6 separate regions of the Mus musculus genome follow, and all the other regions are linked to region 3. Evidence: chromatin contacts called from public HiChIP or PLAC-seq and promoter capture Hi-C data. All regions are on one chromosome and are shown on one strand. The core of a region is the stretch at or near the end of the contact, and the rest is flanking DNA. Distances in the headings are between cores, read along the strand shown.

Region 1 (4,323 bases), core at 1,141-3,640, 1.8 Mb before region 3:
GAAGAAAAGGAATATATATATTCATTCTTATTGGCAATCCAAAAGTATGTTTAAAATAATAATAATAGTAGGGGCTCAAGAGATGGCTTCCAGATAGAAATATTGCTTTTACAGAAGGCTCACGTTTGCTTCTCAGTACCCATGATGGGTAACTCACAACCCCCTGTCACATCAGTTTCGGAAGTTCTGATACCCTCTTTTAGCCTCTGAGGGCACAACCACATACGGGGTACATATCCCCACACACACATATACATAAACAAAATGGATTTTCCTTAATAATATTAAGAGCTAAGCATAGCAGCATACACTGTAATCCCAGTACTTGGGACAACAGAGGCAGGCAATGATTTCAAGGCCAACCTTGGCTATATAGCAAGATAAAGATAAGTCTGGGTTCCATGAGACTCTATGTCCGAAACATATAGGTGTGTGCATGTCTGTCTGTCTGTCTGAGTGTACATATTTATAATATGGAATTTAGAAAAAAAAACATTTTAAGCTGTCTTGGCTTCCTTCCTCATCGCCATGATACAATGACATGGCGAAAGTGAGTCATGGAGAAAGGGTTTATTTTACTCTTAGTCCATCATGGTGGGGAAGTCAAGGCAGCAATGGCTTGAAGTAGCTATCACATTAAATCCTGCATTTCTGCAGACAGACTAAAGATGAGTGGACAAATGACGGACGTGTGCTCTTCACTGCACATGTCTTTGTAGTGGGCAAGCTGCAGCTGTTTGTGGACATTCTGAAGACTTCCAAGTAAATGCAACGGTTCCTAAGTTGTTTTTGTTTTGTTTTGTTTTGTTTTGTTTTCCAGACAGGGTTTCTCTGTGTAGCCCTGGCTGTCCTGGAACTCACTCTGTAGATCAGGCTGGCCTTGAACTCAGAAATCCACCTGCCTCTGCCTCCGGAGGGCTGGGATTAAAGGCCACCACGTCCGGCCTGTTTTTTTTTTTTTTGTTTGTTTGTTTGTTTATTGCAAGGGGGAGAGTATGGAGAGATGGCTCAGAGGTTAAAAGTACTGGTTACTCTTTCAGAGGACTTGGGTTCGAGTCCCAGTTCCTGCATGGCAGCTCACAACCATCTGTAACTTCCTCCAGTCAGGAGATATGAAAACGTCTTCTGGACTCAGCAAACACCAAACACACATGATATATAAATATTTATACAGGCAAAACATGCCTGCAATTCACACATTGTAATTTGGTCTGGGAGATTTTCTGTTTTTTAAGTCTGAGATAGGCTAGCCTGCCTGGTTTAGACCCTCTGCAGCAAAGGAGAATTTGCTGGGGTGGTTACCCACGGGATCAGTTACAAGGCAAAGTGGAAGGACCCCACTCCCTGGACTAGGTTAGGGAACAGCCATGTGTCCTGTCTCTCTCTGCCACGAGAGGGTCTCAACAAGGGAGGGCAGGGTTAGAAAAAGAGCAGCAACAGAGGAAGCACAAAGCAGATACCTAGAGCCAGTTCATACCTGCTCAATCAGGAATGATTCATAGACAAGTAGGCCACAGCTCACCAGCCAGTTTGCTGCCAGACATGCAGTTTACCCACACTTTAGGACACAGGCAAGTGGATCTCTGTGAGTTTGAAGCCGACTTCATCTTCATGGCCAGCCAGGGCTTTATAGTGAGACCCTGCATCACGCTCATATAATTATTAAAAAAAAAAAAAGACCAATAATGTTAAAGATTGTAGTGCTACATTAAATAACAAGATCTAACAGTAGCAAGTTTAACAATACCTATAACTTTAATTGTCGATAACCTAAAATATTTTGGGATCTCCCCAGGAAAATATCTGTTGCCGGAGATGGTGTCACACGCCCTTAATCCCAAGCACTCAGGAGGCAAAGGCACATGGATCCCTGTGAGTTCAAGGCCAGCCTGATCTACAGAACAAGTTTCAGGGCAGCCAGGGCAACACTGAGACACCCTGTCCTGTGTTAGCGCGGAGATGGGGGATGAGAACACACGACATCTGTTGTAACTACTACCAACTGTCACGGGTTCTGCTCATTCTCTTGGAATTTATAGTTATGCATTTAAGTTTACTAAGAATGAAAAATCAGGCTTTAGTTGGTTTTCTGTGTCAGCAATGTGGAGGCTGCAAAGCAGAATACTACACTTAGGGTCAGCAGGGTTCGCTCTAGACATACCTAGAAAAAAATGCAAGTGGGTGAGGTGGAATTATTTGGGCGAACAAAAAGCCTTTCTGGGACAAACCGACAAAAGGGGTGGCGCCTGTCAGATTCCCCGGGTCCCCGCCCTGGCCCCTTCCCAGAGGCAGAGACCAGCGTGCACAGGCGCAGTCGCGCTGGGACCCAACCTCCCAAGGACACGTGCTGAAGCCCCGCCCTATGAGCTGAGGCCCCGCCCTCCGCGCGCGAGCTTGGGGGGGCGGTCCCGCCGCTAGGCATCAGTAATCTATCCTGAGCGGAGGCGGCTCTGCACGCTTGCGGGGGAAACCGACACGTTAGCGGAGCGCACCAGCGGCGGCGTCGGGCTGCCGCTGCAGCACGAGAAGGAGGATGGCGGAGGCCTCGGAGAGGCTTTATCGAGTGGAGTACGCGAAGAGCGGGCGCGCCTCTTGCAAGAAATGCAGCGAGAGTATTCCCAAGGACTCCCTCCGCATGGCCATCATGGTGCAGGTGCGACGGGGCCGGGCCGGAGGCGCAGGGCGACGCGGCCTGGGCGGCTGTGTGGGCTCGGGGCCGCCTCACTCCGCCCTGCGGCTCAGCCGGACCGGGAGAGAAGGGCGGGAAAGACCCGCGGCGCTGCCGCGGAGGTCCTTGAGGCCCATTGGGCCGACCCCTTCCGGGACATTGCGCTTACCCTGCAAGAAAAGCCCGGGAAGTAAGAGCATCTGGCGTAAGTGCCTCTGGCTTTGTAAAGACAAGGGGCCTGCCTCTTCGCTGGGTCTGGATGGTCGCAGAGTTTTTGTTTATTTCACTGCCTTCTCGGCGTCGGGGTGGAGGGTGTGCGCGCGGTCTTTAAAGCTGCTCTGATTTGGGCCTATCTTGTCCCGGAAGATTATTGTCCTCCATGAATACAGAAGATTTTTTTTTCCCCTTAAGCCTATTTTTGATGATCCTTTCAACATCCGCTCACTCTCGGTATTTCTATTTTAGTTATGCAAAGCAGTGCCATTTCTTTACAGTGCATTCGCTTTGGGCCTGATTTCTACTTGGAAATAACATTTTCTCCAAACTTCCCGAGGTCTCGGCGCTTTCTGCAGCTATCTGGTCTCTTCACTGACGCTTCCGAGATGGTCAGGAGGTGGTGGGATGACGGGTCCTGGCGTTCCAGTGGCTCCTGCCTCCTAGGCTTCTGGTTTTGCAGATTCCTTCCCGTCTTTGCTAGTGTGGTTCTCACCTGCCCTGTTCCCACCTCCCCCAAACACTCAGTTACCCAAGCTCACGCTGCTAATGGTCGAGGCAATTGATTTCCCTTGCTGTCCAGCTGCAGTAATGTGTTTTAGAAGAGGCAGGCTAGCCCTCAATGGGGCTTCAGTTCTTAAGGGGGGGAGGGAAGGGGGAAAAGACATTCACCCAGTGGGTACCAAGATACCACACTGCTTCTATTATTTCTCCTTATGGGAAGAACTGAAGCTGTCATCTTGGTGCCCTCGGAGAGACTGCCTAGCTCAGCATTCTTGCTTGACACAGTTCTCATACATTCTATACATATTTATTAAGAAGCAGCTAGGCACGGTGTTAGTGTCTATAATTATCATTGGTGACAAAAATGTCGGGAACTGCTAGGGACGTCTTTGTTGCTTGCATTTATGACGGGATGGGGAACCCGTCCTGGGCTCCTCCTGCTAGGTTAAGGGGTATGGGAAGGATTGATAAGCCTTGTATCTGATGGAACTGAGTGCTAGGCAGAATGCCCTGGGGAGGAGAAGCCCAAGATGTCCCAGTCAAGTGTGGGAGCTTGATTAAGAGTTTTTATTCACAGAAGTGGGACAGGAAGATGGAGATAGCTAGAATTTGAAGGACAGTTGAAAGCCCCATTTCCCACTGAGGTCTTTGAACTTTACCCCACAGTTCCCTCCTCCCTGTGAGAAGATAAATAGAGCTCTCTGGGCTTAAGAGAAAGCAAATTTACATCCTTGCCAGTTTGTAGATTAAACCCATTATTCCCTCGGTCTTGAATATAGCAGGAAAGCAAAATAGTCTTCGGCTTATATTTTCATATTATTTTATGATTGGGGATTCCTCAATTGTAACAGCTAGTAGAGGGATATTAGTAAAGTATAAGGTAATGGTATGCCCAGAATTAGGTTGATTGGTTTTGAGACCAGATTTCAGGGCTGATG
Region 2 (4,371 bases), core at 1,872-4,371, 1.4 Mb before region 3:
AGAGATGGGGTCTCTCTGTGTAGCTTTGTCTGTCCTGGAATTCACTCTATAAACCAGGCTGGTCTTGAATTCACAGAGATCCACCTGCTTCTGCCTCCCAAGTGCTGAGATTAAAGGTGTGCGCCACCACAGCCCCACAGGAACCAACTCTTGAAAGTTGTTCTTTGATATTCACATACACACTGTAACCCATGCCTCTACCTCCCCCAATAAATAAACAACAACAACAACAATATCAATTAAAAACACAGTTTGGGAACAAAACCACATAAAATTGGGGACTGGGCATAAAGGTCTGAACCTGTAGCCACCGTGGAGGGTCCGGTGGGGAATCACATTCAGAAGTTGGAGGCTAGCTGATAGGACATAGTGAAACCCCGACTCTTAAATTAAATTGGGACTGGACTATAGCTTAGTGGCAGAGTACATGCTTAGCATCCTTAAGGCCCTGGGTTCAGTCTCAGCATTGTGTGTGTGTGTGTGTGTGTGTGTGTGTGTTTGTGTGTGTGTGTGTGTGTGTGACAAAACAAAAACAAACTCACAAAACAAAACAGAACATATCTTCACACACACCCCAGAACACTCCACATCAAAAACCCAAATAAACAACATTCCCCTGCTGTCAAATCTGTAAAGATGATTTTTTAAAAACTAAAAAATTTAAAAACATAGGTGCTGGGGGGGGGTAGGGCATGGGGGACTTTTGGGATAGCATTGGAAATGTAAATGAAGAAAATACCTAATTAAAATAAAATAAAATTAAATTAAAAATTAAAAAAAAACATAGGTGCAAATAACGGTTGTTAATAAAATCTGCCTGACGAGGAAACCATTCCATGTTGTCTGCAAGAGAGGCAGAGAATGGTGCGCAGGAGGAGCAAAGGAAGAGCCTGTCTCTTCCCACACTCCTTCCTTCCACAGATCTGAATGTTCCTGAATTCTAATTATTTTTAAGAGAGTTAAAAAGAAAAGAAAAGAAAAGAAAAGAAAAGAAAAGAAAAGAAAAAGAGAAAGAAAGAGAGTCAAGTTACATCTTAGAAATTTCACCTCTCAAGTATGTTAACAGTGTAAGAGGCAGCTAGAATTTCTTGAGCACCTACTGTGTACCAAGAGGCTTGCCAGGAATTCTGGGAACATGGTGGTTAAATGGCTAATTTCTGGGGTCTGTTTTCCCAGAGGGAAACTGGAATCGCCTTGAGAAGACTCTCATTTCCCACAGTGGATTTATGTCACATTGAGGAGGGTCTGAGATCTGCAGAACTTGTGAGTGTGGTACAGCAAGGGTTTGAATTCAAACCTGCAGGAAGGAGAAGGAGCCAACAGCCTAACACGCTCTCTATATCCCTGTCTGTACCTGAGATGCTCTGGGAGAACACGGAGTCCACCAGGGCATGTCTGGAAGTCCCTCTGCACTGCCCACCAGAAGCCACATGGCCTCGGGCAGGGGTTAGGATCTCCACATGTGGGGCCAGACTGCCCATGGCACCTGGGCTGGCCTTGGAGTACTTGCTAAGAGAACACAAAGTGTCTGCTCTGCTCAGTGAGGGCATCCTAGACACCAGGAGCTAGCCTGCAAAGACTGTCCTGGACTTTAGCTTCCCTGACCTCAGAGGCCCTTGGGTCTGATCCTATGCCTAATGTTAGCCATACACTTAACTCTGCAAGTCCCAAGATGACTTCTGTTCCCATTGCAGTGTTTGCCCCAGCAGCCCAACCTCTGTTTGGAGACAGAGAGTGGTAGGAAACACCAGGCTTCTTTTCTTACTTAGCCCTCATTTCCCTCGTGATTGGGCCACTGACCACCCCTGGGTCCTTTACACTGGTCTCGAGCCAAGAAAGGCAGCGCATCGTGTCAGAAGCTGCAGACTTCATTCCAGGGCCCCCCTCTCCTGGTTTGGGGCCTGCTTTCCAATCTCAAGCCTGACCTGGGTCAGACCTGGGCAGGAGCCATGGGGAAGGCAGCTGCTCTTCTGCATAACAAAGGGTGGCCCTGCTGGAGAGCCAGGGAACACACCAGGGACGAGTCTTACAATCCACTATGGTTTCTTCATCTATCCCCCGACTAAGATTGTCTGAATCTGCAAATAAAACCTCTAGATACTGGTGTAATGCAAATCCCAGGTAAACAGTGACTGATATATTGTGTAACCAAGTCCCAGATTCAGTACGGGTTTTATTTGGCAGCCCTACCCCTGGCAGCTTGCTCAATTTTATTTCTCCAGCGCACAAAGCCACAAATTCACACTCGGGTATCCCAGCTGTGTCTTGGAGAAGGCTTAGCATATTACTGGTGTATAGCCACACACCCTTGTCCCCACCCCAGCCACATGCCCCTGTCCCCAACCCAGCCACACACCCTGTCCCCACCCCAGACACACACCCCTGGGCAGGACTTAGCAGAAAATAATTGGAGCTGTGGAAAGCCCTTCGTGGGCACCGATCTTAACTATGTTGCCCCTCGTCTGAGCCGATGTACTCTGGCTCAGAGATTGGGATGGGGTAGATTTTCAATTCTCCTACAGCAAGAAAGGGAAAGGATAGGTTGCTCATTGGCGAGTCCCAGGCTTTGCAACCAAGGAAGGTCCCCCAGCCCCCAAAGTGGAGAAGCCTCACTCTTATCAGCCCTAGAAAAGTCTTTTGCACACCTGGGAAGCAAGTCAGTTGGAGAGCCCAGGTGTTGATTGACATCTGGTTCTCTCCAGGGTTTAGAAGCAGTGATGGACAAGACTACAGGTGCACATTCCAGACACTGGGAGCAGGCATCCAGCAGAGAACGTGAGACCTCCGCGTCGTCTCCAGGACCCACCTTCCATCCCATGCTGGGATTGAATTTAGGGCTTCACGTGTGCAGGGCCGGTGCTGCTCTACCACTGAGCTATTACCACCCCTGTCCTGAATGTCCTAATTGGTCAGACACCCTTAAGTCAATGGTGAAGTATATGGCTAACAGACAGCGGTGACCAGATGTTCTCAGTCCAGACAGGCTTTTGTGTCCTTTCTAGACAGCCCCTCCTCAGGACTCAGGGGCTTGTTTCATGCTGAGCTCCCAGGAGGTCCCAGGGGTGTGACCTCTCTTCTTCCTCCCTGCCCCCCACCCCAGGACCAGCTATAAAGCTGTTCCGTACCGTACCATTCCTCCGCAGACTCAAGACCCTTTCAGGACACCTCAGGGACACACACATCCAAGGCTCCTCTTCCCGGACAGCACCATGCCATTCCTGTGGCTCTGCTGGGCACTCTGGGCACTGTCGCTGGTTAGCCTCAGGGAAGCCCTGACCGGAGAGCAGATCCTGGGCAGCCTGCTGCAACAGCTGCAGCTCGATCAACCGCCAGTCCTGGACAAGGCTGATGTGGAAGGGATGGTCATCCCCTCGCACGTGAGGACTCAGTATGTGGCCCTGCTACAACACAGCCATGCCAGCCGCTCCCGAGGCAAGAGGTTCAGCCAGAACCTTCGAGGTGAGCCCTCCCCTGTTGTCCTTGGTCTCTAGGAAAGGCCGGCTGATCATGCCTTCCTTCCACCTGTGGTGTGTATGGACCCTTGCCTTGTGGTGCTCAGAGTCAGTCATGGGGGTGGGGGGCACAGGGTGAGGCGGATGTTAGAGGGGAGAAGATCTGGGAGGGTGGGCACTGGGGATCTGGCTGTGCACTGAAGGAGTCTCAGGATGGGAAAAGCGGGGCTGTGCTTGCTGGTAAATTAAGGAGCAGAGAAGAGGGAGGAGAGTGGAAGAAAACAGAACCCCTGGAGCAGTCAGGGCCAGGTAGAACTTCCTGGGGTCACTGCCTGGACGAGTGGCTGACTATGTCTTGCCATGGACAGAGAACAGTGGCTGGGTAGAGGCAGCCCTGGGTGACAGAATTTGGGAGAGAGAGAGAGAGAGAGAGAGAGAGAGAGAGATTGAGAGAGAGAACAGGTATCCAGCTGTCAAGTAGCAAAGGCCTGTGTGGTGGTGTAGCATTTTCCAGCTGGAAGCAGCCCTCATGGGCACAGCCACATCCATAAACTTACTGTCCTGTGGTACCTAGGCCTGGAGATAGAAGGATGCTGGTTCTGAACAGGCAGGCAAGGGAGATGTCTGCTGAGGATAGGTGTGGCTGGCCTCTCAGGTAACCAACCACTCTGCTATCCCAGAGAGTGAGCACACTGGCTGGAGCCATTTAGGAAGGTGACAACTCCCTGAACACTTGCCCCAGGGTTCAGCAGTCCTGACAAGGATATTCACAGACTCCTGTTCCACTGAACGGAACCCCTCACAAATGCATCTGTCTCTTAAGAAAGGCACCTCGGGCTGGGCTTCTTTTCTCTAGTCTCTGCAGCCTGATTCTGTATTCCTCCCCCAATCCTCTCCTAAAACCTTCCAGAAAGAAGCC
Region 3 (4,072 bases), core at 1,033-3,532:
AAAAAAGAGCGTAATTAAATTAATGCTGACACCTAGTGACAAGAAAGTACATCTGTATGTCACCTGAATTGTATTTTCTGAAACCAATGAATCTAAAACCTTAATTTCCATAAAAACCCAGTGACATCAGATTAAGAAAGGACCTCGCCTTCTGTTTCTAAAACCACGCTGGTTTGTATAAACCTGGCTGGGAGCGGGGAGGGAGGGGTGCCATAGGGACTCCTTAAGAAAAATGCTTTCAATTACAAATCAAGCCAGGAAAAGGCTTAGGATACAATATGCAGCTATACATTTCACATGAAAGAGATGATGATTATTAATAATTGTGAGGCCCATTTCACCTCAGGTCTCCAAGCAGTCTATTTTCTCCTCTTCACACTTTTGTTTGTTTGTTTGTTTAAAGAAAAGGAAAAATGAGAGTTAAAGCTGACAGAGCATTTATCTAGTAGAATCAAGGCTGAACTCCAGATTGGTGGCCAAACAGTAACACACAAAACAAAACAACAATGAATGAAAAGAAGGAAAAACGACCAACAAACCAATAAAACCCCGTTTTTCTCAACACTTAACAACAACAACAAAAAACCTGTGAACATTCCAAGCTTTTCAAAGCCATTGTCTGGCTGGCTGGCTGAATTCAATCAAATGTTATGCCCAATTGCCAAACGCAATTGTATATACAGCATACATTTTGGTCAAGTACCAAGCTTTATAAAATATAAAGGAAATATTTACCACTCTACACGAAATCCTAGGATGATGCTTTGAAAATCTAGGACAACTGTATTCTGAAATACCTACTCTAAACAGAAGAAATTTTCCATTCCACAGAGTGTGGGGAAACACACACAAAACCTGCCCCGGAGTTTGAATGAATGACTGCAAGCTGTTTTTAAAGATGATTTCCTTTGAAACACAATACTGGTCAATTTAGAGATGGAAGAATAGGGCTAAAATATGGCATAGCGATGAATAAGTAACCGCCACACACAGCACATTCAGAAAGATGTCTTTGTCCTTTTATCAACAATCCCGAGCACATTTAAGTGACTACATCAAACCAGCTCACAACCACTTCAAAATGTCCACCTCCTCCAATTTCCTAACCACCTAAGGGGAAATACCCCGGTAGGAAGTGAGATATCTTCCTGAACCAAGTAATTCATCAAATCTTCGGTCAAACCTCAGGGATGTAGTAAAATTCCAATGGCAATTTTTTTTCTTTTTAAATTTTGGCTAGGACAATGTGTTATTTTTAGGGTATAATAAGTAAACCACTCCGACTGCAGGAGGGTGGGCTTGAAGCACATTTGAAAAAAAAAAGCAAACAAGCGGGAGGGGGTAATAGCTTGACAAGGGGACAAGTTGCTTCGCTATAGTAAGGAGTGTCAGGGAGGCAAAGCCAGTCAGGTCATCATCTCCCAGGGCTCTACTTTAGTGAGCAACTAAGGCTCTGGGGTTTTAAACGCACAACACAACTGCAATCTTAGAACCGCAACTGGGGCTCAAGGGGGAGCGGGGGGGGGTGGGGGGGGGACAGCCAAACCCCCTTCATCCTTTTCAAGCAGAAAGCCTGGGTTGGAGGGACAATACACACTATTCTTGCAACACAACCCAAGCCTGGCTGGGATCCTCTGCCCACTTGGGAGTGAACTCCAGAGCCCGAGCGGGCAGTCGAGGCAGGCGCCTGCCCCTTCGGGAGTCCCTGTCGCCGGTCCAGCCGGGCGGAGGGCACCAAGCCCCGCTCCGTTACTTCTCGCAGGCGGGCGCGTCCCGGGCTAGGGGCGAGGAGACCCTCGGGGCGGGGCGAGGCGCAGAGCGGAGCCTCGCCCGCCCGGCGGTCGCGATGCCAGCGCGGCAGCAGCAAGCACCCCGCCGGCCGTCGCCAGCGCCACTTCCCGGCTGCCGGGGACGCGCGCGCTCCGTGTCCCGAGCCGGCGGGGCTCCCTCCCCAGGAACGCGCCGCCCTCGCCGGTCCTCCCCAGGCCTCGGCCCTCACCAGGCGGAGCTGGCTAATTTCGTCGTAGGACATAAAGCTGAGGATGTTCTCGATGGCTACGATGGGCAGCGCCACCAGTGTGTTGTTTTGGGGCAGGTGGTCCGGTGCCAGCGCGGGCGCGGCGGGTGCCTGGGACCCGGGCGGCGGGGCCTGCGACGGGGGCGCCGGGGGCTGTCGCTGAGCGGAGCCGGCAGCCGAACAGGAGCCGCCGTCGCCGTGGCCGCCGCCTCCTTCCTCAGCCATCCGCTCCTCAGACGCCGCCGCCATCTTGGGAGTTTGATTCCTTCCTCCAATGTAAGGGGATCGGGACACTTCCTGTGCGTCACTTCCTCCTCCTGGGGGGGGGGGAGCTTAAGGAGAGGGAGGAGCTCGTGGGATGACAGCTGGAAAGAGAGGCGAGCTTTCGGTGCGTCCATCGGAAAGGAGGGAAGATAGTGCACACTTCAAGAGAGGTGGTCGTTGTAGCTCTTTAAAATCGGAGACTGCCTTGTTAGAGTGGAAACGAGCAAGGATTCCGCAAACCCTAAGAAAGGCGGTCGTCATAGTCCCTTTCATCTGATAAAAGGAACGACAATGGAGCAGTTTTCTTTAAAAGCAACTCGCCAAAGGATGATAAAAACCATATCACCTTCATAAGTTTAGACGGAAATTTGTATTTAGATCAGCATCTCCCAAGAGTCACAGTGATAATTGCAGCATATAAAAAGGAATAAAACACCGCTAGTTTAAAACTACAAGACAACAGGTAAACCCTGAAAGCACATTAATGAAATAAAAACACAGAGTCACACACCATACGACTACTTTTATGTGAAATGCCCTATGTAGGCAGGTCCATAGAGTCAGGGGCGAGAGAGAGAGAGAGAGAGAGAGAGCACAAGCGAGCTTACAACACTTGGTGCACTTCCAGAAGACCCGAGTTTGGTTTCCAGCACTAACACTGGCCTTTGGTTTCCAGCACCAACACTGGCCTTTGGTTTCCAGCACCAACAACTGGCTGGTTTACAACTGCTTAACTGAAACAGAGTGGATTCGTGGTTGGTGGAAGTTGGGAATAAGGGAAGTGTGGAAGACAACAGACAGTTAATGGGTGCATTGTTTCTCACTGGAGGAATAGCCAGTGCTCTTAACCTCTAAGCCATCTCTCCAGTACCTGAATTGTGTGCTTAAAAAAAAAAAAAAAAAAAAGACTTTTATTCTCTGTGAATCAATTTAGGTGAGAACCAATGAAAAGATGCTAAAACCAGAAGACAAGCCTGTGGTAAGGTGTAGCACGTAGTCTCAAAATAACCCACTTCTCATGTAATGCATTAATCACAAAATAAGAAAGGTATGATACAGAAATTCAGGGAACAGGCTTATAATCACATGATTAGGAGTACCACCACAAGTTGTGGGAGGAAAGATCATCACGTGCCTCTTACTAGGACGCCCCATAGGTGACCCAGCATAATGTAGTATTATTTCATGCATAAAAATACACACTCTGCATCTGAAGTAAACAAAGTCAGGTTGGACTTGGTGGTGGTTTGGGTAAGATTGTTTCCTACAAGTTCAGATATTTGAACACTCAGTTCTGAGTTGGCCTTGCGCTTTGGGGTTTCTTTGGGAGGTGGGGCCTAGCTGAAGGAGGCGTGTCACTAGTAGACAGTGATTGCTTATAGTCCCACTCAACTTCCAGTTTGCTCTCTGGTGGTTTGTGCTGGAGGGTGAAGATGTGGTCTCTCAGCTTCCAGCTCCTCCCGCCATGCTTGCCACTTCATGCTGTGTCTCCTCGCCATGATGGACTCTTTCTTCTGTAACTTGCCTTCGTCCTGGTATTTTATCACGGTGACAGAAAAGTGACTAACGTACAGACTTGAACCTGTACTGATTCTGTCTTTGACTCCCATGATTCCAGTTCTTAGGTTTCATCCAGGATAACCAAAGTTCCGGTGCATGAGCCGTCTCGAGCACATTCAAACCACACGCACATCACAGAGGGCTGGTTAGTATTCAATATGTATTTTATGTCTAACTGTTTTCCAGACGTTTGCATATTCATAATGCGTTGATTTTCTCCCTACTAATAGA
Region 4 (4,640 bases), core at 1,051-3,550, 1.5 Mb before region 3:
GATGTACAGCTGGAGTCATTCTTTTGGGAACACAGGCAGGAACAAAGCCAGTGTGGCTTATCTGAACGAGCGCCAAGTGTGGTCCTAGGAGCACAGGGCACAGCTGCATGGATTTGGCAATTGAGGAACTGCTCCCCACCTCCCCCCCCCCCCCATTAACTTGTCACAACCATACAAGTGCCTTCCTGTCATTTCTTCATCTGAAACCATGAGATGGGGGAAGGTGGCTCTCTTTTTACACAATCACTCACAAGCCTCACCCCACAGCACTGGGCACTGGGTATGACAACATAGCTCCAGCAGCCAAGCTAACCAGTTGTTTCTAGCTCTTTCCTCAGTTAGTATATATCATGTTCTTGGCCATGCCTTTCAACTCTGAAGTCTCATTCTCTCTCTCACTATTTAAATGAATTTATAGGTACCAATTCAAATTGGTTTCTGTATCCTCCGAGTAGAATGTCCTAAGTTAGTGGAAAATATGTTTCTTTAGATGCACACCAGGAATAATTAAGTTAGACTGTAATCCATCAAACAGCCAACTAATATTTATGTAACATCTATTTTGTGTATTTCACGGTGTAAGGAGCTCATTGTGAAGGTTTAACAGATTATAGATTGCTCAAGAGGTCTGTGTCCTTGAAAAGCTAATAATGGTTATTTTGTATTTTAAATGACAAATGCTTGCTGGTTGCTTGGGTCTTCTTCATAACAGAGATTTAAATATAACCGAGGGGTAAAGAGTGAATTCATTCAGACATTAGGTTTTTGGAGAGCAGTAGTAGATAGTTGTAATAAATGACGTGGACTTTTCTTGTTAGAAGGGAATCCTTCTGGGACTTTCCAGCTTACAAAGCATTATTCTGACAAAGAAATGTTACATAACCCTAAACTGACCATGATCTGGTTCCTTGCAGAAGAAGAAGCTGCCAGGCTCTTGAAATGGTCATTTGATTCCCAAAAGGTGAAAAAAATAAATTAGCAGTTAGGACCACATGCTAACGGACAGAATGGGAAAAGATGGAAGGTCACATGCTTCCCAGTTTGTCTGGAAGGTCACATGCTTCCCAGTTTGTCCTGCTTACGTATCGGATGAGACGCCTGTAGGCCTCTGGGTTACTACTACAACACTCATAAAATACTGCTTCTATGCACAACATGCTTTGTGTAATTATTCTTCATCTCCTGGAATCTTCATGGAGGCCCGCTTTCCCGCCTGTGTGCACCAACAGATCTATAACTCCACAGAACTGCAAGTCCTATTTTTGTTCATTTTCACAGTTAAAGGATTTCAAGATTTTGTGCTTTCTCCTCAGCGATTAGTTCCATCGGCCTGCATCTTAACAGCCGAGAATATGGCTCTGCGGGCCAGGGCATCTGTGTTCAGGAGACTGAGTTATCCTCCCGATAATCCTCCCAGCTTCATGCTAGCAGCTTTTAAATTGTTTAGTATTTCAGAGACAACATCATCTCAGCATATTAAATATTAAGGGCCTCCCTCAGCACCCGAACCTTAAAGTTGTTCTCTGTAAAATCTGCGCGAGTGTTCCCAGGGCACAGAAAGAACGTTACAGCGGGGGTTTTTGGAAGCAGTATGGCTATAAACGTCACTCCCGCCCCTGCCGTTCACAAGGGCCCATTTGCTGTGAAATATTTTGAAAACACAGCTGAAGCGGGGACAGCGCAGAGCGCAAACATGCAAAAATAGGAACGAGCCGAACGTGATGGAAGGAACGTGAAGGGGGGTTCAGGAAATGAACATAAACCTCTAGGGAACTACGCAGGCCGGGGCTGCGGTTTGGGGACCACTGGGGGCCGTTCTCTAGGACTGGGAGGCCTCGCGGGTAGAGGAAGCCGTTTTTCTCCCCGCAGCACCGGGAAGCAGTGGCTGCCTGGGACACAGCCCTCCCAATCCCAAAAATAGCTGCACAAACCGGAGTGGCGCGCTGGCCTGCGGCGCTGGGCGGAGCCACGGGCAGCTTATCACCCCCAGCCAAAGCGCTGTAGCCCAAGCGCAGCAACCGCGCCCAGAGCTCGCCCTTTATAGCCAGTCCCTTGAGCCCCGCCCTAGCAACCGCCCCTAGCAACGCCTAGCTCCAGCGCTCCGCGGTCTTATCGGCCTCAGGCAGGCCTTTCCTGTCCCCCTCCCCCACGCCAGCTCGCGTGACGCCGGGCCACGTGACCGCCTTCCGGAAAGGCGGGGGTGAGTGGTGGAAACCCGGGAGGCGGGGCGCTGGAAGACGAGGCCTTCCGTCATCGAGATGCGACCGGATGGCTGTGTCGCCTAGTGCCTGTCGCAGTCCAGAGGTTCCGTCACCAGACGAAATGGCGGAGGCTGCGGTGGTGGCGTGGGTTCGCGGCCCCGGTACCGTGTGGAAGGCGCTGCCGTGTGCCTCGGTTGGGTGCTCCGTGCGCGATGTGATCTACCGACACTGCCAGGAACAGGTGAGGATGGCGGTTCCCGGGAAATGGGGGAAAGAGATCACCAAGCCAGGCTGGGTTCGTCGTTGGGTGTTTCTGACTAATATGGGGACATTCCTCTGCTAGTCTATGGCAGTCGTTGTTTTGTCCCCACGTCGTAAGAGAATCTCCGTCCATTTACTGCGCTTTGTCCAACCTCGACTACAAACTCTCGTTCTGTTTCTTTTATCCCCCCAAATGATACCTTTAAGGTTCTCTTCTTACATTCACATTATAGATAGGAATATGCTTTCTTACCGACCCTCAGGACACCCATCCAGGCCAAAGAACGGTTAGAGAAGGATATGGAGTCATCCTGACAGAGCCAATCACTCACAGATATTCTTGGGCCTCTTTAGACTCTGCCATGTGGATATAAAACCCTGGTTAAGTGCTTCTAAAGTTTTAAGCTTTAATTCCCAAAGAAGCAGGCTTATACTGACTAGGAAATCTCAAACCTCTTCAATCATCTAAAGAGTTTACTGGGTTCCCTGAGTCTAATTTTAATCTGGGCGTTTGGTATAGAACAGTTTTTCTGTATGACTGCGCCTTCGTTGTAGTCTGTTTTCTCTGCTTGTTATGTAGAAACATAACAAATGTTAAAATACCAAATCTGTTCCTAAAGAGACTTGGATGAGTTCCAAGAAGAATATGTGATTTTCTAATTTCTTTGTCCTTTAAAAAACAAGGACAAGAAAGTCTTTCCTTGTAGCCCAGGATGTTCTGAACATACTGGAGGGCTGGGATTATTGGTGTGTCCCACCACATCTAGCCTTTGTTTTCTTCTCTATTCTGCGGTCTAGTAAGAAAAACAGAACCTTTTTTTAGCCATTCGAATTCAGATACTTTCCAAAACAGGTGACTTTTCAATGTATTTGAAGAATAATTTTCAAGTTTTATTTTTAAACTTAAAATTGATCCATAAACAATAGAATCTTAACAATGAGGAGTGTTGGAAATACACTTTTTTGAAAGGACACAGAAATAAGGCTGGGCCTGGTGGTGTATGCCTCTAATCTCAGCACTTGAGAGGTTTGGGGGTTCTTAGCCACGTCTCTATAGTGGTTTTGGGGCAGCCTGGACTATGTGAAACCCTGCTTGAAAGCAAAACAGCCTCCTATCACCTCGTCCTTAGATTTAACAGAGGCACTGTACATGGACTATGGGAGTCCAGACATCCAGAAAAAACCCCCAATAGAATTGAGTTTGGAGAACAGGTAAGCAGAAGCAGTTATCAGAGAGCATTTGAGTCTGTCTGTTACTTAACAACAGTAAATGTGAGTGCAAGCAGCTTACTAAGGACAGTTTGATGAAATAGGAAAAATCAAGATAGTTCAAGTTCAAGCTATACTTTTTAAAGCAAAACGGTTCTGATCCATGAAGAAGTTTTATCTCTCGCTGAGAGAGGAAGACCTCTGCCCTGTTGATCATTAGCCTTAACAGACATCAGTAAAGGTGACTACAAGTTAATAGGAGACTCCCAAGGACATACTGCAGTAGTAAAATGCTGTAAGGACCTTGACAATCTACTCCTTTCTTATTTGCTGGGGGAAAAGTTGGTTTTAAAAACTGGAGATGAGAAGAATTCGGCTGCTGAAGGTGTCAGTAAGACAGCAACTTTCTGCTGCCCTTTGTCATGAAGGCCCAGGTGTGTGTACAACTTCCAATTAGGGGTTCCTGAGTAGAATATTCTGCATCCAAAATGTGTATTTCCAAGGGAAGAGGAGCCTGGTGTGTTCAACGGTTCAAGCCTGACGTTGGTCATTTAAGTTTCTCTTAACCTCTTTTCTTGTAGCGATGCTTGGTTTTCTTGTTAGGAACTGGAGACATTTGCCATGGTTTCTCTGTTTGCAGCTCCTCACGGCAGAGGGTCAGTACATTTGACCTTAGTGGACTGCACGTTGTCTCTGGTGCTTAGGCTGGTAGGCTGATCCTGCAAAGGTGTGGGTGAATACAGTGTATTGGAACATTTATAATCTACACATTTGGGAAATGTATAATCTACACATTTGATAAAATAGGAAATTCTTCCAAATTCTTTTTTCTACTAGAAACTTAATAGACAGGATTTTTTTTTAAAGATTTATTTATTCTATGTGAGTACACTGTTGCTCTCTTCAGACACAGCAGAGAGGGCATCAGATCTCATTACAAGTGGTTGTAAGCCACCATGTGGTTGCTGG
Region 5 (4,392 bases), core at 194-2,693, 1.1 Mb before region 3:
GGCAATAGCGCCACCCTCCTTGTAAAAAGTCTTGATCGCCCAGCAGGCGCATGAGAGTTGTGAGCCTCAGCTAACTTCAGAAGCCTTCTAGCTCAGAGTAGAGACAAGCCATCCAGCTGGCCTAGGCTGCCAGCCTGCCAAAGAGGAGGTGGGGGGAGGGGACAGGGGTGAGACCCCGTGCTGTCCACCCAGAAGACAGCTGGCGGGCGGGCGGCAGGTGGGTGGAGGTTAGCGGGCCACCCCTCCCCCTGCCCTGCGGAAGCAGCCGAAGAAACTGTACCCTTTTATTGTCTTTGCCACTGGGTGTTTTCTGGAGTAATTTAAACACTGCCAAACACAAGCCTTCCATCCTTTCTCTAGCCATTGAAAGGAAGCGGCAGACTTAAAAATCATCTGAGTGGCGAGGACTGGGCCAGGAAGACGGGAAGGGTGGAGGGAAGGGTGAGACGGAGGTGAAAGTATGTGGTTTGGCGGGTGGGACCAGGCTCGGGTGATGGGCCGAGACCTGCGGCAAGCAAGGGAGGAGTGCCCAGGCTTTGCTGGGCGGCGACCTCAGCGGGCAGGAGGCTCTGGGGAGGGCGCGGGGCGGGGACAGGCGACCTGCCAGGGCCAGTCACCCCCCTCCCCCCCCTCTGTGGGAGGAGGGCAGGAAAGAGGGCGGCCTTTATTCTGTATTAAAATCCTCCTCTCTACCTAGGACACGGTGTACTAACCTTGCACGGTATTTGATCCTATGCAATCAGTCTGCACTTGCCAGGCAGAGTCTTGGGGCCTCATGCATCTGCCGCACAGTCAGGGCGTAGACCATTGAGCCTCCCCTTCCCCCTTGCTGGCTTTGGTCTTCCTCTTCTCTGCTTTCCCTTCCGTCTGACACCATCCCACCCTTCCATTTCCTTCCTCGGGTTTGGGCTCTAGAGGAGCAGAACCCGCCTCCCTTAATTCCAGGTTCTGGGTGAGGAGGTATCACCAGCCCTAGCCAGTACCATCCGGAGGGTTTCGAGCCTCGGGGCTCTACACGGGGTGGGTCTTCCCTAATCTGGTCTTCGCACAACCTGATTATTGTACAAGCGCTGTGTTTGGTAATCTGGAATATTTCTCCCCAAGGCTGTACGGGTGTGTACGGCAGCTGTGGAACTTAGATAGACAGACCCGGGCTTCGGGTGTGTCTACCCGCGGCCCTCCTGCAAATCCTCTGTGCTACTCACGTCTGGAAACCTGGTTTAACCATGAGCAGAGTGAACCTGCTAGAGTCCATACTCACTCGAGCCTCTCCACCTGCAAAGCGCTAACAGTAACTTGCTTGCTTCTTAGGTTGTTTGGGGACTGCGGTTTAAGCGAGTCCTTCCCGAATTAGATCTGGGCTCCAACCCCAATGTTGCCACATGACAACTGACCTTGGCCTCTGTTTTCCAGTACGGGAGGGACAGTAACAGAACCACCCTCACTGGGCCCGCGGTGAACTCAGCTCAGTGCAGGATTTTTAAGTTGCCTAACACAGGTTGCCTGTCATAGTGAAACAGGACATTTTTTTTTGTGCAAGTAATTTGTAAACTGTGGTGTGTTCTTTAGAAATGTAGGCGGTTACTCGAATGCCAACAGGGTGAAATTCTGGGTTCCTGCCCCACTTTCTAAGGGAAATTGATCCCCAACCTCGCCCTGGGCACCCTGGAAGTTCCCTTCCTCAGCACTTCTGGGACCTCTGGGTGGGAGAGGCTGGTCCTGTGCTCCCTGCTCTATTATCCACCCCTCCCCCTTCACTTCACATTCTTTTCTGGAACTCTCAGCAGCTCTGGTAGGCTTCAATCCTGGAATCCTGTCCCCAACCTCTCTCAAAACAGATCTCGGACCACCAAGTCCATCCTGCTTTTCCTAGAGAGCCCAACTCAATCCTTCCTAGAGCTGGGGGGTCGCCCTCGCATCCCATGTAAGTCTTCCTCCGAGCTCTCCTATGATAGAGCAGTAACTAGCCCTCTATGCTGAATCACACTGTTTGAGTTCAAAGTCTACTTGGAAGCTAGAAGGTACAGGCCTGTAATCCCAGCACTTGGGAAGCCCCGATGCAGGAGGCTCGTGAATGCTGGACAAAGTTATGTTACATACTGAGTTTCAGGCCAGTGTGAGCTACGTAGGGAGCCGCCATCTCAAAGCAAAACAAACAACGAAACTAAATACAAACCCAAGTCCACCTAGAGCTAGCTTTGAGATGCTTTTGTTTTGCCTTGCTGAGCCTCAGTTTAACCATCTGGAAGATGGGAAGCCAGCAGCAAATGTTTCACTGCCCAGCTAGAAGGAATTAGAGGAGACTGCTTTGGAAGAGGCGATGTGAAGGTCAAGGTGTTGGCAGAAGCACAGTGCCTGGCATAGCACACCTGGAGGTTAGGTACAGTCCTGTGCTGCTGGATGCTTTCCATGAATGTCCTCCCCTCCCCCTCCCCGGGGGGCAGAGTATGGCCTCTTTGCAATGGACATGCCTTCTTTTGTATCACAGATCCTGGTCAGATCAGTCAGAGTGCACGTGCCTTGGGTACTCAGTCAGATGTGACCTCATCCCCTCAGTCATGGCTCTCTGCAAATGGACAGGATACTATGTAACAATAATGACTTGCCTCAAGTTTACGGAGCTCCATAGGTGGCGGCCCTTTCCCTGGTATCTCAATGAACTTACACAAGTATATCAAATCCCTGGGGCAGACATAAGTATCCACTTGATCTCTGAGAACACTGGAGATTGACCAGACCTCGGGCACTGAGAGAATTGGGATTCTAACTCGAGGTGATCTGTCTCTAAGATTTTGTTTCTTTTTTAGTTTATATTGTTTTGCCATTCGAACTGGATTATAGCGCCCCCTTTGTGTGTGTGAGTGTGTGTTTCTAGTGACATCATACAAACCACTGTTGGTCAGTAAAGTTGATGAGCTGATAATTGATTTTTATAACAGTCTCTAGGTGCAAAGGACTTTGAAGAGGCCAAAGCTTTAACTGTAAGCTCTTTGATCTGTGATCCATTGCACTAGAGGTCTGGTTCTTTTCTTGAAGTGGCCGGCTTTAGGGTTTAACTCACTTGTTACTTGGGAAGCCTACTCCCTTTCACTCCCCCAGAAGTTGGCAGTAAGGCCCACGGGCAGGTTTTCTCTATTTTAAGGTCTCTTGATTACAGGATTTTGATCTTTTGGGAATGAATCTCTCAGGGCTAGTGAATCGTTAAGGGATGAATTCATTTATAACAAAGGCAGCTGGTGTTAAAGGAAATCAGATAATGACCTATGAGGTGGTGTGATCGTCAGACAGGGGCCACACTCTGAGGGTCGTTACAGGCAGGTACTGGTACACATAGTATCACCTCTTTGTTCAAGACTCCAGGCACTGAGAAAGCCAATACAGTTTCTGTTGTCTCCCCACTTCTGTCGTTCAGCCAGCCTTTGCTCTGCCATGCCCTGGGCCTCCTCTCTGTACGGTCTGCCCTGAGCTGCCAGCTCTGCTGTCTTGGGGAGTGGGCTATAGCGCCCAGTGTGACCCTGTGGAGCACTTGTAGGCGGGGAATGGATGCAGAATGAAGAGAGCATTGTTTCTAATTAGCTCTGATTAATCCTTTCGGGGGGCGGGGACCCAAGCAGCCTGTGTGCAGCTGCCGCCCTTAAAATGAGCTTGCTTGTTTTACAATGGTAAGATCTTTTTCTGGATTGAACTTTTATGTAGGTTCAGGGATCAGATTATGCCCATCATAGGACCAGAGAGGAAGATGATCACAATCGAATCCTCATCTGGCTCATTATCTAAACAGGAAGTCCTCTTTTGCATAGACAAGGGGAGTACCAGGTAACAAAAATATAACAAGCAAATGTGCTACTACCAGGCCAAAACGAGAATGGGTGTAACAACCCAGAACAAGGCTAGGCAGATAAGCTGCAGATCTTGAGTCCATCACTCTATGACAGTGACCTTGGGCAAATCAAGCACTCTGTGCCCCAGCCTTCCAAACTGCAAGTGAAGGTGGTGTGAGAACCACATAGGGCTTGCCATGAGCATTGAGTAACATTTATGAGACAATTAAAATGGCGCCTAGGCCACAATAAGTTCTCTGATATATAATATACACATCAGTATATCTCGACATAAGATGCTGTGTTCGTGGGCTGGAGGTCGGGCTTGAGTGTCTTCCTCTGTTGTTCTCCTGTGGGGATCAGATGAAGTCCTGAGAGAATATGTGTTGTTGACTTGGGCATGGCCTTATCAAGGACCCTAGCGCCTCAGAACCATGGGAATTGGCAAAGCCTCCCTCCGGTCTGTGCGATGTTGGCGGTGTATGTGGAAACTAACATTCTTTGCCGCTTCCTCCTCCCTGGTGACTGCGATTTGAGACTTCTCCCCTACAGAGACCCCCCCACCAAAGCT
Region 6 (4,562 bases), core at 94-2,593, 1.2 Mb before region 3:
TGCAGACATATATGCAGGTAGAGCACCCATACATTAAAAAATTTAAACAAACAAACAAAATAATTGTGGTTAATTGTGGTGTGAGCTATTACATTTTCTCAGGATAAAAGACCATCTAAGGGATGTAGGACAGGCCCAGTGTGGTGGTAAAAAGGGTGCTGGATCCGTGGAGATGGAATTACAGACAGTTGTGAGCTGCCATCCAGATTCTGGGAATGGAATCCAGGGAGCCATCCCTCCAGCACACCCCCTACCCCATCCTGTTTTTTTTTCTTTTTTCTTTTTAAGCACAGCAAGTGCCTACTGTCTTGGGCCTCTCTGCTCCTTGTAAATCGTCCAACCCTGTGTGAAACCCTCAGCCTGGTCTCTGCTGCTCTTCAGGGGTTTCTTCCTGCCCTTCAGGGTACTTGGGACTGCTTTTAATTTCTGTGGTTTATTCTATCTCCCCTACACTTACTATGCAAGGTGCAGGCTTGTGGGTGCCTCCCCTCTCTGTTCATTGTGTCTCTTAAGACCTAGAACAGTGCCTCACATACACTACCTGCTTTAAATTTAAATTTAAAATGAAAGTTAAATAAATGGATGAGCGAGTGAATGGCTGCTGGAATTGGCTTCCAAAGGCAACAGAACCCACCCAAGTTCTGTTTTGAATATTTAGTTGCTACTTTATTGCCCTTTTAACCACCAGAGCAGTTGTTTGCTCTGTTCATCTCTGCACTTGAAGTGTACAGTAGCTCTTGGTCTATAGTAAGGGTGTAGTAAAAATTATTTGCCTCCCTCTTTAAAAAAAGGTTGATAACTGGATTCTGTAAAATTCTTCAAATTCAGAGGTGAGAAAGCTTGCTGTTATCAAGAATTGGCAAGCAACTGGGTAAGTGCTGGGGAAACAGGTCAGGAACTGAAGAGCAGAACTCAGTGGCTTTGTATTTGAGATGAAAAGTTATAGAATGCAGGAGGGTAGAGAACAGGCGTTAAAGCAGCCATGTGTGGAGACCTATGCCAATAATCCCAATGCAAAGAGACCCAAGTTAGAGGCCAGGCTGGGCTTACAGAGCAAGATCATACCACTCGCATACAAAGCGCATTCCACAGAAACCAACAATGATAGGCAAGGAAGGATGGATACAAAGTGAAAGAGAGACAGAAAATTTCATATGATAGGCAAGGAAGGATGGATACAAAGTAAAAGAGAGACAGAAAATTTCATACAGGGTGAGTAACTTCATGCAGTGGATACTAAATGAGGGTGAGGTCCACCTGCTATGCTCCCTGGGCACTAGTGAACTTCATTTCCCATCATGCATCGCGTCGCGGAGGTGGCGTTTTTGGACCACAACTCCCGGCATGCCGCCTATCCCAGCGGCGCGGCCCGAAGCTGGTTTGACGGGCGGAGCGGCGGCGGAGGATGGAGGCGGTGGTGTTCCTCTTCTCGCTCCTCGACTGTTGCGCGCTCATCTTCCTCTCCGTCTACTTCGTATCCTTGGTTGAAGCGGGCCGCGGCCGCCGCTCGTTCCCAGGGCTACCGCCGGGGCAATGGGCAGAGGGTGGGCCCGGCGGGCGCTGGCAGGTTGGGGTGAGGGGGCGGCGGCGCGGGCCCGGGTCGCGAGCGGAGGAGCCTCGCTGCGCCTCGGGCGGGCCTGAGCCAGCTCCCCCTGCCTCCTCTTCGCCTGCCTGGGCCGCCGGGGGTCCCCGAGAGAGCGAAGCCGTTCAGGGGCATAGCCGGCCGGCCTGAGGCTTTGCCGCCTTCTCTAGTCCCCGGCAGCACCCTTGCCCCTTTGTCCTTGTGGGTGTCTGCCCTTCTGGAGACTCCCCACACCCAGGAGATGACTCATTCCAAGAACTGGCGGTGTGCTTCCTTCACGTGCAGTTCTTTAGGGTTTTTGAAAGAAGCATCCACAAAGTGTTTCTGGTTGCCTTCCGCAGTGGACTATCTGTAAACTCAGTAACTATACCTGTGGCTTAATCCCCAGTTTCTAAACTTTATATATATATATATAAAATCCGTGTTAACATTCAGTATTTTCTATAGTTGTTTCTGTTACAGGTTTCAAACAGTATTTTCCAGACCAGTACATGGTGTTCTTCAGCCTAGCACTGTAGTAGTTGTGTGATGTGACTTCAGTACTCTCAGTCCTTGGGGGATGATAGTCTTTGTTACAGCACGCTGCTGTAATGCAGTAGTGTAATGCACAGACCACTTTTAAGTAATTAGATATGACTAGTAAAGTGCTCCAGGACCTGTGGCTGTTGCCCCTTTCCCTATGAAATCACGTCCTCTTTTCTGATCGAATTGAACTTTTTGTTTGTGCAGCCCTGGAATGGCTGCACAGAATATATTTCCCGCTTTTATGATGAACTGACAGTTTGTCTTAATAGGAAGAAACAAACTTTGGAACTATGAACCTTGCCCAGTACTGTATCTTACCTGCTTCGATTTTCTTTAGGATTGTAGATATGTATTTCCTAAATATACACAGTGAGAATTTGTGTCAAACACCCAGTGGCTGCCCAATTGAAATTATCTAGCAGCAGTTCTTACTTTGATGATTTCTCATGCAAAGAGCCCTGTGTTTTATTAGCTTTGAGGAACTGAATAAAAGGGCAAGATCTCTTACCTAAGTTCCAATGACCATTGTTTAGCTTATGATATAAGGGACCAGAGCTGTTTGACAGAAATGCAACAACAATTTTTTATTATTTTTGTAGTTTGGAAAATTTGATCATTAAAACAGTCTTGGTGTATAACAGATCATGTATATATGTACATGTTAGCTGGAATGTTGAACAGTGGTTACACAGTCAGGGCACATTTTGGTGAGAATTCAGATTTTACAGTGTTGTAGGATTGTTGGAGTAATTGCGTTACAGAGAGTAGGTGGGAAATGGTCAGAGTAGATTTCATGTAAACTATAGGAGTGTGTGGAATTAGAATAGTGAAGAAATCTACAGGGGAAAGGGGACAGATATTTGCAGTCACTGGTCAGAGCAAGGTGCAGGGCAGGCATGCTTATTTTTGTGTGATGGGTAAAGATCAGGAGCTCATGGTTCCTTAGGGTCATCATGAGATCAGATGGGAAAGGAGGGTTAGATCAGATGGGGGGGGGGTTTCATCCTGCAAGCAGTAGGGAGTCGCTGCAAACTTTTGACATAAACAAAATGACTTTAGGTCAAGGATACACAATTTCTGTTAGAAATAAATTCATGAGATTTTTTTGTTGTTGTTGATCTGAGGGTGTGGCTCAGCTGTAGAGTGCCTCCACAGAATGGATAAAACGAGGAAATACATTTATTTGGTGACAACAGTTAACAAGGTATCCCACTTGTGAAAAATGCTAAGACTGAAAGTAGACTGATTTTACCACAAAGTAACCATGAGAAGGGAAGCATCTTGATTGACTAGGTTTTATCATTCTACAATATATATATATATATATATATATGTTCAAATCTGTTATATGTGATAAAACATATAATTCTGTTTCTTTAAATGCTCAAAAGGCAATAGTTTGCTAGAAAGATGAATCTACAGAGTAGATTGAAAATGAGAAAGATTGGAAGGTAAACCAGTCGAGTTGAGAGTCTTCTGAATTTGAATTATAGTGTTAATTGTGTTGGCATTGACTGATTATGAGTATGTGGGGAAAGTGGTGAGTAGGAGGTATTTGGTTGAGAATATTTTACTTTTTTACTAAATTTTACCTTTTTTTTTTTTTTGAGACAGTGTTTTAAGTATCCCATCATAGCCTTGAAATTCAGATTCCTATGTAGCTGAGGGTGGACTTGAACTTCTAATCCACTCATCTCCTGAGTGCTAGAATTGCTTTCTGAAACATAAATACTCAGACAGTGTAATCCCCGAGGCTTGGCAAATGGCTCTAAGATAACGTTCCTGCTGTGCAGGTGTGAGGACTCAGTTCTGATCCCCAGCACTGGGGGGAAAAAAGACAGAAGCATCCCAGGGCCTGTTAGCCAGCCAGTCAGTCAAACAGCAAGCTTCAGTCTTAGTCAGAGGCGGTGTCTCACAAACTAAGGTGGAAAGAAATAGAAGAAAATTGCCAATATCGACCTCTGATACATACATGTGCATATACACATACCTTATAAACACCAACATTGTGTATATATAATTCCTTATCTCGATTATCAGATCATTACATTGTCTGATTTAGAATGTGATTACATTAACGCCAGATCATGTTGCTCAAAATTAAACAAGGTAAGACATTTCTCTGCTCATTCTTGGTTGATGCCAATTCTTTTCATATTGTTTTATTATGGATAATCAACACTTGCTTTTTTTTTTATTTTAGCACTTTTGTATTCATTGTAATGTCCTGGATAGAACTGCTATATTTTACAGTATTTTAGGCCATAAAGTTAGATCTGACTTTAAATTTTGTTTCTTCACTGTGGAAGTTCCTGGCTGTCTTGTGTGCATGAGGCTGGTTGTTCTTGTTTTCTGTGCCCTTACTGTCACCTCCCACTCAGGGAGAACTTGTTCAGTCTGCCTTTTGTTGAGTGAACGAAGACCTTCCTTGTGTGGTCTGTGGGAAGAGGTGGGC

The links. Promoter capture Hi-C pulls out the DNA fragments that hold promoters and counts their contacts. HiChIP or PLAC-seq counts read pairs in DNA pulled down with a chosen protein or histone mark.
Region 1: a contact with region 3 is called in a promoter capture Hi-C map of hippocampal neurons, with 2.5 times the contacts expected there. The contact joins the promoter of Parp1 here to the promoter of Fbxo28 in region 3. A contact is called at or near these places in 1 of 39 promoter capture datasets (hippocampal neurons) and 1 of 9 other capture datasets (pancreatic islet).
Region 2: a promoter capture Hi-C map of hippocampal neurons shows a contact between it and region 3, with 4 times the contacts expected there. The contact joins the promoter of Lefty1 here to the promoter of Fbxo28 in region 3. A contact is called at or near these places in 4 of 39 promoter capture datasets (cranial neural crest, hippocampal neurons, neutrophils and 1 more) and 1 of 115 datasets of contacts at active chromatin or transcription factors (pancreatic cancer cells).
Region 4: an H3K27ac HiChIP or PLAC-seq map of microglia shows a contact between it and region 3, with 4 times the contacts expected there. The contact joins the promoter of Sde2 here to the promoter of Fbxo28 in region 3. A contact is called at or near these places in 3 of 39 promoter capture datasets (hippocampal neurons, liver and pre-B cells) and 1 of 115 datasets of contacts at active chromatin or transcription factors (microglia).
Region 5: a contact with region 3 is called in a promoter capture Hi-C map of liver, with 3 times the contacts expected there. The contact joins the enhancer-like site here to the promoter of Fbxo28 in region 3. A contact is called at or near these places in 6 of 39 promoter capture datasets (the 3T3-L1 cell line, the C10 cell line, hippocampal neurons and 2 more) and 1 of 9 other capture datasets (pancreatic islet).
Region 6: a contact with region 3 is called in a promoter capture Hi-C map of hippocampal neurons, with 4 times the contacts expected there. The contact joins the promoter of Cnih4 here to the promoter of Fbxo28 in region 3.

Annotation. Positions count from the first base shown.
Region 1 is chr1:180,566,501-180,570,823 of GRCm38.p6, forward strand. It overlaps Parp1 (poly (ADP-ribose) polymerase family, member 1), which reads left to right and starts at 2,391. Exons shown (of 23, transcript NM_007415.3): 1 at 2,391-2,653. The coding sequence starts at 2,534. Gm31986 (a long non-coding RNA gene) reads right to left here and starts at 2,399. Exons shown (of 4, transcript XR_001779573.2): 1 at 1,478-2,399.
Region 2 is chr1:180,931,901-180,936,271 of GRCm38.p6, forward strand. Lefty1 (left right determination factor 1) reads left to right here and starts at 3,122. Exons shown (of 4, transcript NM_010094.4): 1 at 3,122-3,459. The coding sequence starts at 3,210. All of the region lies in intron 1 of Gm39715 (a long non-coding RNA gene), which reads right to left.
Region 3 is chr1:182,339,324-182,343,395 of GRCm38.p6, forward strand. Fbxo28 (F-box protein 28) reads right to left here and starts at 2,283. Exons shown (of 5, transcript NM_175127.2): 1 at 2,000-2,283. The coding sequence starts at 2,266.
Region 4 is chr1:180,848,851-180,853,490 of GRCm38.p6, forward strand. It overlaps Sde2 (SDE2 telomere maintenance homolog (S. pombe)), which reads left to right and starts at 2,301. Exons shown (of 7, transcript NM_145943.1): 1 at 2,301-2,442. The coding sequence starts at 2,323.
Region 5 is chr1:181,256,343-181,260,734 of GRCm38.p6, forward strand. No RefSeq gene overlaps it. Among named protein-coding and RNA genes, the nearest start is that of Gm39718, 29 kb to the right of the region's middle. Within about 2 kb of position 1,444, at least 322 of the 459 cell types and tissues checked have an H3K27ac peak or open chromatin away from gene starts, as enhancers often do. A contact at or near this core is called in liver, pancreatic islet and pre-B cells, where this site is marked.
Region 6 is chr1:181,149,588-181,154,149 of GRCm38.p6, forward strand. It overlaps Cnih4 (cornichon family AMPA receptor auxiliary protein 4), which reads left to right and starts at 1,344. Exons shown (of 5, transcript NM_030131.3): 1 at 1,344-1,474; 2 at 4,148-4,216. The coding sequence starts at 1,406.